Linked DNA regions of Mus musculus: region 1 is linked to region 2. Evidence: chromatin contacts called from public HiChIP or PLAC-seq data. All regions are on one chromosome and are shown on one strand. The core of a region is the stretch at or near the end of the contact, and the rest is flanking DNA. Distances in the headings are between cores, read along the strand shown. Region 1 has its middle 8.9 kb from the start of Gm39440. Region 2 overlaps Prkca (protein kinase C, alpha).

Region 1 (5,414 bases), core at 1,013-3,512, 1.2 Mb before region 2:
CAATACATTGTTTTATTCTATATATGTTATATACACTGTGGTGGTTTGAATAGGCTTGCCCCCCCCATAGGCTCATGGGTTTCAATGCTTGGCCACAGGAAGTGGCTCTATTAGTGGGTGTGGCCTTGTTGGAGGAAGTGTGTCACTGTGTAGGTGGGCTTTGAGGGCTCCTTTGCTTGGGCTGTGCCAGTATGTGGAATCTAGTCTCCTCCTGGCTGCCTGCAGAAGTCAAGTCTCTTCCTGGCTGCTTTCAGATCAAGATGTAGAACTCTCATCTGCCTGGATGCTGCCATGCTTTCCAGCCATGATGATAATGGACTAAACCTCTGAAACTGTAAGCCAGCCCCAATTAAATATTGTTCTTTCTGAGAGTTGCCTTGGTCATGGCGTCTTTTTATAGCAGTGGAAATCCTGAGACATACACCTAACATGACATTTCAATGAATGGCTTCCCTTTGGTATATGTAAAGGGCATCACTGTGCTCACAGGTTGGGGTCATTAGAAGATAATGGTTATCACTCCCCTTCAGTGTGACAGGGATGTTCTGTGCCCTGTCTTTCTGCCTGAGGGCCGACTCTGGCCACATATGCACATTTGGTATTTTTGATGTCTAGACCTAGAGGCCTCATGCCTAGGCTAGATCCTACTCAACAGAGGGCTGAGTTTGAGGATCAACACCCTTCTGAGACTCATCTCTAGTGACCCCCCCCCCCCGTCATGGAGGAGTCTACAGTACCCACCTTGCTAGCTTTCTCACTTCCTGCCTCCTCTCTTCAGCCCCTCGCTAAGCTTTAGTACCTTCCAGGGCTGTTTCCCACAAGTGCAAGGACAGGAATGGGATAAGATTAGTGATCCAAAACCGAAGTGTCCAGAAACCATGCTCAGCCCAGGGCAGTCAGCGCTCTCTGCTGATTCTGCATATGTAGATCCAACTAGTCCCAAACTGGAAAGCATTCAGAAAACAACCGAACCTGTTGGACAGGCACAGAATTTCCCTCTTTGCCATTATTCCCTGGGCAGCACGGTGGACACGCTCTTATGTAGCATTTATGTTAGGTTAGGAATTAGATGTAACTGAGATGTATGGGCCAGACAGAGGTGTGGATGAAAACAGTTTTCCAGATGTAACAGGGCAGATGAACTCACAGAAACTGGGACAACATTCGCAAGTCTCGAACAAGCTCAAGCCAGATGAAATCCCAGTACAGGTTGGGTGTGGCTGTGGGTAATGAAATCCTACCCCTAGCCAAGAAGCTATTCCCAAGTGATCTCTGCCGTGGAAGGAAAAAAATGAGTATTTTTCAATGGAGGGAGAGTGAGTATATCAACCACCCACCAGAGCAGGACGCATGCTCAGGAGGAGTCAGGCAACACAAATTGAGCACGACAAATATGACCAAGGTATATTGTGTTGTTAAGGCTCACCCCTGAGCATAGCTACAGCCATTTTGTTCCATGCCTGACAGCTATTTCATATTGTTGCTGTAATATGCCTGCTAGTCATTGATGTAGAAAAAATAACTTGACTCAGAGCAGGGTCATGCTGACCACATACCCTGTTGGGTTCTCTATGTTAAGAGGTTTGTTAATCTTAAGAAATTCCACAACTGTAAGCTTCACACAGGACCCATCGCATTAAAGGTCAACATGAACTGTTATGTCTAAAATGGCTGGAGTCAGGGCCAACCACTGGGCAGCACTTCCAGCATCTGTCTATGTGCTCATTGTGGCTTTTGCAGTTTTAGCTTTTATAAGCTGACCATAGAGATGGGTTCGGCTTACTTAAGGGTTTGAAAGATGTGTGTAGGCTCTGTGCAGACTGCACACTACATTATTTAGGGGACAAGGCTCAGAACAAGTCCTCACAAAATAAAAACAAAACAAAACAAAAACAAAAAGAGCAAACTGGAATCATAGCAAGTGTATATGGGACTTGAACACTAATAGATTTTGGTATCTTGGGGGGAGGGGTTTCTAGGACCGTTTCCCTGCAGCTATTGAGGGAATAACTGAACACCAATGCACTCTGACTCCCCTCCCCTCCCCTCCCCTCCCCTCTCCCCCTCCCCTCCCCTCCAGTCTTCCCTTCCCTAATATACCTTCCTGGTTTATTTTGATGGCTCACTCTTGGATGTTAGTCCATAATAGCCTCAAGATCACATCCCGGAAGGCACCATGTTCAGGATCACACTGGCAATCTGAGAATGGAGCTGTTCACCGGGAGCCAGCGTGTTGCCGAGGGCATCCAGAAGGGCTTCGAGTGGCGTGTGGGTGCCTCTGCTTCACTGAGTTTCAAACGGACACTTCTTGTCAAGAGGCTCCTTCATTGGTCTCTGCTGACCGTTTTGGCAGGAAGCCCAGTGGAGACAATGGTGCCCTTTTCTCTCAACAGTCCTTTGGGTCACCTCAGAGAAGACCAAGGCCGGGAACTGAGGGTGGAGAGAGCAATTAGGAAGGAGGAGATGTGGATTTTCAAAGGTCAGCCGGAGTATGAGTAGCGATTGCCTGGAGATTTATTCCGAGTGCCTTTCCTGACTAGAAAAACAACAATAAAAGGGGGAAAAAACCCCACCCGGGCCCACAAGTGGGGTAGAAGTTGAAGAACACTTTAATTCATAAGGAAAAGGGCTTGAATAATTGATGCTACCACCCTGCCAAAGATAATTTCAGCCCGCTCCCTCTATCTCACAAAGACATTTAGCATTGATGCAGATCAAAGTGTCAGAAACCCCTGCTGCTAGGCTGAAAGGCAAAACTCGCAGCGGCCTTTCTCCGCTCTGATAATGTCGTCTTTATGTAGTTAATAAACTGCGCACTTCAGTCAAACTATATCATTACAGAAGACTTAGGGAGCTAATAATTTAAAAGCAAAGAATTGCCTCTGTTCCTCACTTTGAACTAAACAACATTCTGTTGAATGAGGGGGACATCAAAGTCTTGTCACTATTACCAGTGTGGCTCTAGCAGAAGGCCCCACAGAGTGGGTACTTCAGTCATCAAGGGGAAAAGAAAGAAAGGAAGGAAGGAAGAGATTAAAGACACTGGCTTATCCACGCAAAGGCGGTACCAGGTGTTTTGGTTATTATTGTTTGTACTGGGAGAGCATCAGGTGGCTCTAGTATCAATGCATGTCCTTGTCCAGCTGATGCTTATGAACCCGGGTCAGACAGTTCACTTTTCACCTTGGCCCTGCTCTGAACTTTGTCCTGATGATATCTCTGTTTGCCTTTAGCCTGTCAGCCCTGCAAAGCGCCTTGGCTTTCTTAGGTCCTGTTTAGGTGGCTTGTTTGGCCTCTCTTTGTGCAGGGTCATGGGGCATCGTGTTCTCCACCCAGTGTTGGCTTGCTGTTGGCCATTCAGTGGCTCACAGGCTCCTATTTGGCTGGATAAGGGCATCTGCTGCGTATCTGTTTGAGGGTATTTTAAGCAGGAAGTTATGAGATAGACAACCTTCCGATAGCATCTCACCGCTCGCCCCTATACCCCGCTCCAGTGCTGCTGGGCTTGACATGAGGGCCATTGTCTTAACTTCATGCTCTTCCCCAGGAATTATTCTGAGGATGGAATCACTCAAAACATGGAATCTCCTGCAAATGGCTTGAAAGAAACTCTGGGCAAGAAGCTTGAATAAACTCGAAGGAAGCAGACGACGAAGAGAGGCCTCTGTTGAAGCTAGGCTTTTCCCACTTCTGCACTGGAGATTTGCAATATGAATGATGGTCCCACTGGGGCAAGAAAGCTGTCTTATGCATTCTATAGCCACTGTCTGGTGGCTGTGGCTGTGTTAGTGGTAGTGGGGAACTGACATTCCAGATACATCCAACCTAACTGGTTCCTTAGGCCAATGACAGTTTTGCAGACAGCAGTTGGGGCCACTCTGAGACTTTTGCTGTCAGTTCACACAGCAGTTGGGACACAGTGAGTGTGTCAGCCTGCAGAGGGCATCTGGGCAGGGTGGTTCTAAGGGCAAAGCAAATTATCTACCAAATATAACTAGAAACTTGCAAAGTATAAACCTAAATCTTGAGGAAGACATACATGTATTTAAAAGCAGTTTTGCCGTCACCTGGTCAGAGTGGTGCATTGTCTACTGTAGAGGCAGTAGGCATTACGAAATTGATCAAAAGTAGTCTCAGCTACGTGGTGAACTAAAGGCTAACCTGGGCTAATTCTGTCTCAAGGGCAAAATAAGACACATACTATTGTTTTTACTTTCCGTCTTAATGTTCTCCAGCATCCTTGGTCAATCATGTCTTTTCCGGACACCTTACATCTATCATCTCATTTCAGACTGAAGCTCAGCGAGATTCTGAACCGTTTGAGTAGGTCATGGCCAGGGATGTTAATTGCTGCATTGTTTATAGTCATTGAGTTTGAGATCCAGCTATTTCTCCAACACTGAGCACAGCAAAGTAAACACTGCCTCTATAGAATGTCAGGATGTACAGTTGGTAAAGATCCTGTGATGACACAGGGATGGACCCATAGTGCATGATGGGATGGAAAACATACGCCTTTGAGCTTTATGATAGTAGTGTCTCAGTGAGGAAGGTGCTTTCTGAGCAGGCACAAGGACCTGTGTGTGTGTGTGTGTGTGTGTGTGTGTGTGTGTGTGTGGCAGTGGTCTATAAATCTGCTGCTCGGTAGGCAGAGGCAGAGAATCCTCAGAGCAAGCCATCTAGCTAAATCAACCATTATGAGTGAGCTCTGGTTCCACTGAGAGAACCACAGAAGACGACTCCCGATGTCAACCTGGGACCTTGAAATGCACCTGCACATATGTGTAGACATGCCCCACCCTGTGTGCAAATGCACACATTCATTTATGCACACGGCACACATTGATACTTGTTCTCAGTGTGGATGTGAGTCGTGGGGCAGCTGCTGAAGTATCCAGGTTCTTGGGTCTCACAGCCAAGAATTGCCCCCAGGGACCCATGGTTAGGCATAGAAAGAGAGGCAGTTTATTAAGGGAAAGCACTCTGAGGGTGGGAGTGGGCTAGGAGGTGGGAAGGAATTCCCCAAGGCACCAGGCCGTGAACCATACGACCAGTTATAGGACACTGACATAATATCCACCTTTCCCTGGTTGGTATAGCATATACTTTTTGAGGCATGCTCTGCTTGTTGTATGAAACCCAGGTGGGGAAGAGCATCTGGTGTTTCTCTACTAACTGGCTTCTTTCATGTATTAATACTAATACAATGCTTCTCCAGGCTTTATTCTCCAGCCATATATATGTATATATATATATATATATATATATATATATATGTATATATATGTGTGTGTGTGTGTGTGTGTGTGTGTGTGTGTGTGTGTGTATGTGCAAGAAAAACAGTGACTGTGTGTGTGTACATGAAAATATGCACATCTGTATGAAGGTATGAATGCAAGTATATTAGGAGGTTA
Region 2 (5,679 bases), core at 1,290-3,789:
ATACCATGTGGCCAGCTGCCTCTGGCTCTGCCTCCAAGACTTCACCACCGTGATGGACTGTACCCTAAACCAATGAGCAAAAGTAAATGCTCTGGTCAGGAATTTTGTCACAGCAATGAAGAGTTGCAACCAACACAGATCCATGAGTACAGAAGTGCAGAGATTTTTCGACAGTGGACAGAGAGCTGCTCTGAGAAGCACAGTGTGGGACATGTGGATGGTTCTAAAATACCTTGGAAACTTGAAACAGTTTAGAATGTTGGCTGCTGCAGGGACTAACAGGGAATTGAATGTGATAAAGCAGATACCCTGAAATTGGAGCCTGCTTATAAATAAACAGAGGCTTCCAGGACTAGAGAGAAGGTGTGGTTCATTCCACAGACGTTGTTGGGAAAATTGTCTAAACGTTTGGAAGAAAAATAAATAAATAAATGAGATCTCCCCTCGTGCTTTACACCAAAATAAATTTCAAGTGCATCTGGAAGTTAATTATTAAAAAAAGGAAACAAAATAATGAAAGAAAACACAGGCGAATACTTAACTACCTTCACGGAGGGCAAGGATTTCCTAAGCCTAAAAGAAATGGAAGAAAGGAAAGAAAACATGTTGGTAGCTTTGACTGTGTGAAAAGATAGACTCCTTTGTGTTTCTAGAAGCCTACGGAATTAAATCTAAACACAGAGCGTGGCAAACAGGGAGAAGGACCACTGTCATGTGCATCCAAACATTCCCTCTAGCCAGTAAGAAACCTGTTTACTACCCTAAAGGAATTGAGAATTAAGTCAGAGAAAAAGAAATTCACATGGCCCAATAGCTATAAAGACTGTTAAGCCTCAAAAAAAAAAAAAATCAAACTTACAATGTTACTCTTTATTTTTCTCACTTTATCTTTAATATGATTTTTGGTAGGACTTTGATACAACTTTGGGGGGAGCAGTTTGGCAAGGGTTTTTATATCTTTTACTCTCCTTCTAAGAATGCAGCCCAAGAAGAAAAGCAGAAATTTATGTATGAAGACAATCAGTTGTTATATACAAAGATGAGGAATTTTTAAACCATGTAAATGTACAAACTGAACTTATTTTAAAGTCTTTGCTACAAAATAGAATGCTGGGCATTAAAAAATGCTTTTTAAAAATTACTTTGGTAACTTTTATTAAGAAGGAATTTTTAACTACCATAAAGTTATGTGAATTCTATAAAAATAAATATTACAGGCTAGAGATATGGCTCAATGATAATGTGCTTACCTAGCATATACAAGACCCTGGGCTTTATCCCCAACATTATAATCAAACAATCAATATTATACTATAGATGTCTTTACAGGAGAGCAATTGTCAATCAGCATAACAGTATGTCAGCATCAATCCTCTGTTTTGGTGGAAGTGCAATTGCCTTTAATCTTTGCCTTTATACTTTGTGCATTTAAATTATTTTATGATGACTATGCATTGTCCCTACAATGAGAAGTAATTATTTCTTAAAATCAATGCCTCCCTATGTTTATATGCAGATCTTATCTGTCTCCCACAACTAGCAAATATTTTTCACAGTCATCTACTTTGGAATTATAGAATATTAGCAGATAACATACGTGTTATTGGAGTACTTAGTGTATGCAAGAGGAGGCTATATTAAAAGGGAAACAGGGCTATACAGTAAGACTATGTCTCAAAGTTGAAGAAAGGAGACAGAGTAGGACGAAAGGAGAAGAGAGGGGAAGAGAGAGAGGGGGGGAGGGGAAGAGAGGGGGAGGGAGGGGAAGAGAGAGAGGGAGGGAGGGGAAGAGAGAGGGGGAGGGAGGGAAGGAAGGAGGGAGCATGAACTGACTGTGCATACCACGCTCATTAAATTCTTTAGCTGACTTTGATTGAGTAGTTGCTGACTCACCATTTGGGGACACTGGATTTACTGGGGCAGAAAGCCACCCTTGTGACAAAGTAGTGGGTTTAGACAGCAGAACATTCAGTGAATGTGTTTTTAAACAATGTACTTCTTAAGTCCTTGAATTCAGGTTTGTGGTCACACAAGGTGGGTATATTCTCAGTGTTGCTCGCTCTTCTTGCCCTTGACTCTGGCCATAAGGAAACTAAGATCATAGAATTTGTGAGTCATTGTTTATTAGCACAAATGAGATCAAATCAGAGTCCGTGCTCGTGACCACAGACAGCATCCGCAAGCTTGGTGCAGTGTGATTAGAGCAAATGCAGCAAGCCAGACAGCCAAGACCCTCCAAGTGACCCACGTCTCATTTGTTGATGCCTCATCTACAATTGTTCTTTGCTGAAGATGCCTTTGCATCTCATTGGGTGAAACCCAGCAAAGCTCCATGTGTAATGGTTGCCCTAGAAATGTGGAGCAAATGGCCCTGCATGGCATATTTTCTTCCTGAAAACTAACAATACATTTTATGTCCCTTAGTCTTTGAGCACTCTGAGACTCTTCAAATCATTTGATGTCTTCTGGGAAAGCACTTGGCTCCTTTTGGCCTGAATTGAGTCTCCTTGGAAAAAGGCCTGTTTGGTTTTTCCCTTGTGTTGGAGTCCCTCCAAATGGACACTCTGTGAACTGCAGCTCAAAGTGAGAGCCTCGAAAGGCCTTGCCCACTCCAGCTCCTGTCAGAATCCAAGAATCTGGCCTGCGTGGCTTTTGCCTTGCCCTGTGTTGACCCTGGGGAGATGCCTGGGGAGGAAGTGTTTTGTCCCTGTCCCCGTGTTTCTGTCAGCCTGTGGAGATCTGATAGACAGGGCTAGCAGGAGGCTGGAAAGCCAGAGAACAGGGTTGTGTTCCAGATAGGGTGTGCCCAGGGATGGGACAGCATGAACCCAGAATCACAGGGCAAAGGTTGTATGGAGACCCGTGTGTGTGGCAGATAACTTCCCCATGCTGCTATGCTCGGTGGTAGGTGTTCAAAACAGTCGAGAGGAGAGTAACCCGTGAGTCTTTGGGAATCATGTGTCAGTCCTGCATGTGACAGGTTGAGTGGAATAAGATATTTGACTTCCTTAACCAGTCAGTTGAAACCAGTGTCGGCTCTGAAGTTATACCACTATTGGCTTGGTAAATCAGAGGATGGAGCATGCTGAAGACTACAGCATGATGTGTTTGTACCTGCTTGTAAACCTAGCCATGGGAAGGCAGAGTATGACGATGGCGGGTTCAAGGCCAGCCTAGGCTATGTAGCAAGCTTATGTCTCAAAAAAAACACAAAATAAAAATAAAAAGCAAATAAAAAGTATTTGTTGAAGTGAATGGTGGGATACTCTGGCTATTAGACTATTATTAGTTTCAAGATCAGACCTCTAGACACAGAGTCCAAGTGCCACTGGAGTGTTGATGAGAAATCTCTCAGTGGTACCCTGCTCCCGAGAGGAGGATGTCATCTCTTCCTGCCTCACATCACACAGTCCAATGCATTCCTCTACAGAGTGTCAACTCTACCTTGTCACTTGCTTGAAGAAAGAATCACTTGCCTCTATCTGGACAGAGTTGACTGCTCTTGGGTGCCAGTTCATGGAGGACTCACATTCACACTAAGGAGAATATGACGTGACCACCCTGGACCAGCACCCTCATTTGCAGTTCTTACCCAATATCAAGCCCCAGCAGGTTCTTGTTCCACACTGTCTAGGTCACTCTCAACTCCCTGGTGGCTTTGCTCCACTCAGGCCTCTGTCACATGGTACTGTAGCTGATAGACAACAGGAATGTGGGACTCAGGCTGGGAAGATCAAGTTCAAGAAACTGGCAGCTGCTGTACCCATGGGGAACCCATTTCCTGATCCTGAAATAATGCCTTCTCATTGGGTCCTCACACGGTGGGAAAAGCTAGCAAGCTCCCTAAAACCTACTTTATACGGGCACAAATCTCATCCATGAGGGGCCCATTCTCCTGACCTAATCACCTCTCTGGACTCTACCTCTTAGTACCTTCACCTGGGGACTAGAAATTAGAGCATATTAATTGGGTGGGGAATCACAAGCGTTCAGATCATAGTGTAAGACTCTTCCCATCTGCCAGGCAGAGGGAGACCAGCCTGGGAGGATAACGTGTTCTACAGGGATGACAATCTGCAGTGTCCCAATGTGAAGAGAGAAGTCAGCTGTCACTGTCCTGAGAGAGTTGGTCTGTGAAGTCTACAGATATCTTTCCGCTAGGGCCTAAGAGTGTCTTCAAATGCCATAGAGAATATAAATTTATATTAAGACATTTGTAGGCAGAGGCAGGTGGATTTCTGAGTTCGAGGCCAGCCTGGTCTACAAAGTGAGTTCCAGGACAGCCAGGGCTACACAGAGAAACCCTGTCTCGAAAAAAAAAATATTAAGACATTTGTGATTTAAGGAGACACAGAATGAGCTGGGGTGACAGCATGCAAGCATGAAGACCTGAATTCAATCCCCCAGAACCTTCAGGATTAAAAAAGGTTGTGGTGGGGGGGGGGGGGAAGAGGATGTGCTTATAGTCTCAGTGCTGGGATGGGGGTGGAGGTGGGGTTGATACAATCGGATCCCTGGGACTCACTGGCCAGCCAGCCTAGCTTATTTTGTGAGCTCCAGGCCAATGAGAAACCCTGTCTCAAGATGGCAGGGTTTATGGCATGTAAGGACCAACAGCCAAGGCTGTCCTCTACACTCTGCACACACACACACACACACACACAGAGAGAGAGAGAGAGAGAGAGAGAGAGAGAGAGAGAGAAGGAGAGCGTCTCAGGGAGTTTTAGGGTGCCTTACTACTTTAAGTTAGAGCCTGCGTACCTCAGGGATTGTAGCCTGAGAACTTCCTATGTGTACCAACTGGAACCTGCTAGATGCTTTCCTCTGCTGGAGTTTGCTGTGCACACCTGATGGCCTGTAGCTTTGTGGTTGGTTCCGCCACAGGGTCCCACTATCGTGTGTCCACCACCACCTCTGACACACCCCAGTTGCATCACGGCTCAGCCTCTCTGCACTGTTTGAGAGTCAGAATCCCTGAACCAGGAGCCTTGCCTTATTGCTAGACAGCTGGACCACCCCCAAAGCATCACATGGGAAGGGCATTCAGCAAATCCCGTTCCGGAAGCAATCTGTCACCCCGGCCGGTTTCCCCGTCAGCATTTGCGGGGAGTTCTGTCTCCTGGCAGGGAACTGGCTCACAGCTCCGTGCTGGAACTGGCAGCCCCTCAGAGACAGTTTCTCCTTCTCAGCATCACCCGATGACGCCCAGAGTCAAGGCGCAAACGAGCCTCAAGAACAGCATGTTCTTCCCAGCAACATGCCGGGGAAAGCTGGGCTTGGAGAAAGCTGAGCGCTCTGTGGTGTCCTGGAGCCCACGATGTGTGCCAAGCTTGCTGTCCAGCCCTTTCCCTCCCGATCCCATCCGTGGCCCAGGTGGGATGCCTTTGAACCTCTTACTCAGTTATGTAAACACACCTGATTTACTACCTGATTGCACAGATTATTGTCAGCTTTTGCCTCCCAGTGCTCCTGGGCACATGCTCCCTAAAAGTCCCAGTTTCTGGAGTGCCTTACAGTATAAAGAATGAGCCCATTGGTGCCTAGTCTTGCTTACTGCTTGCTTAATGGTTCCTAGGGGGAGCTGAAGTGTGGGCGTGGGTATTGCAGGGAGATTTGCCCTGTGGAAACAGGTCGTGGCCAGGTCAGGTGCTTTGAGGAGGAGACTTTGTCCTAGAGAAG

Evidence for each region. HiChIP or PLAC-seq counts read pairs in DNA pulled down with a chosen protein or histone mark.
Region 1: an H3K27ac HiChIP or PLAC-seq map of stem cell-derived neural progenitor cells shows a contact between it and region 2, with 7 times the contacts expected there. The contact joins two enhancer-like sites. A contact is called at or near these places in 3 of 484 Hi-C or Micro-C datasets (the N1E-115 cell line, nephron progenitors and palatal mesenchyme) and 1 of 115 datasets of contacts at active chromatin or transcription factors (stem cell-derived neural progenitor cells).

The regions. Positions count from the first base shown.
Region 1 is chr11:109,207,874-109,213,287 of GRCm38.p6, reverse strand. No RefSeq gene overlaps it. Among named protein-coding and RNA genes, the nearest start is that of Gm39440, 8.9 kb to the left of the region's middle. Within about 2 kb of position 2,262, at least 17 of the 459 cell types and tissues checked have an H3K27ac peak or open chromatin away from gene starts, as enhancers often do. A contact at or near this core is called in stem cell-derived neural progenitor cells, where this site is marked.
Region 2 is chr11:108,022,806-108,028,484 of GRCm38.p6, reverse strand. The region is part of intron 5 of Prkca (protein kinase C, alpha); the gene reads left to right. Among named protein-coding and RNA genes, the nearest start is that of Mir7223, 29 kb to the right of the region's middle. Within about 2 kb of position 2,539, at least 53 of the 459 cell types and tissues checked have an H3K27ac peak or open chromatin away from gene starts, as enhancers often do. A contact at or near this core is called in stem cell-derived neural progenitor cells, where this site is marked.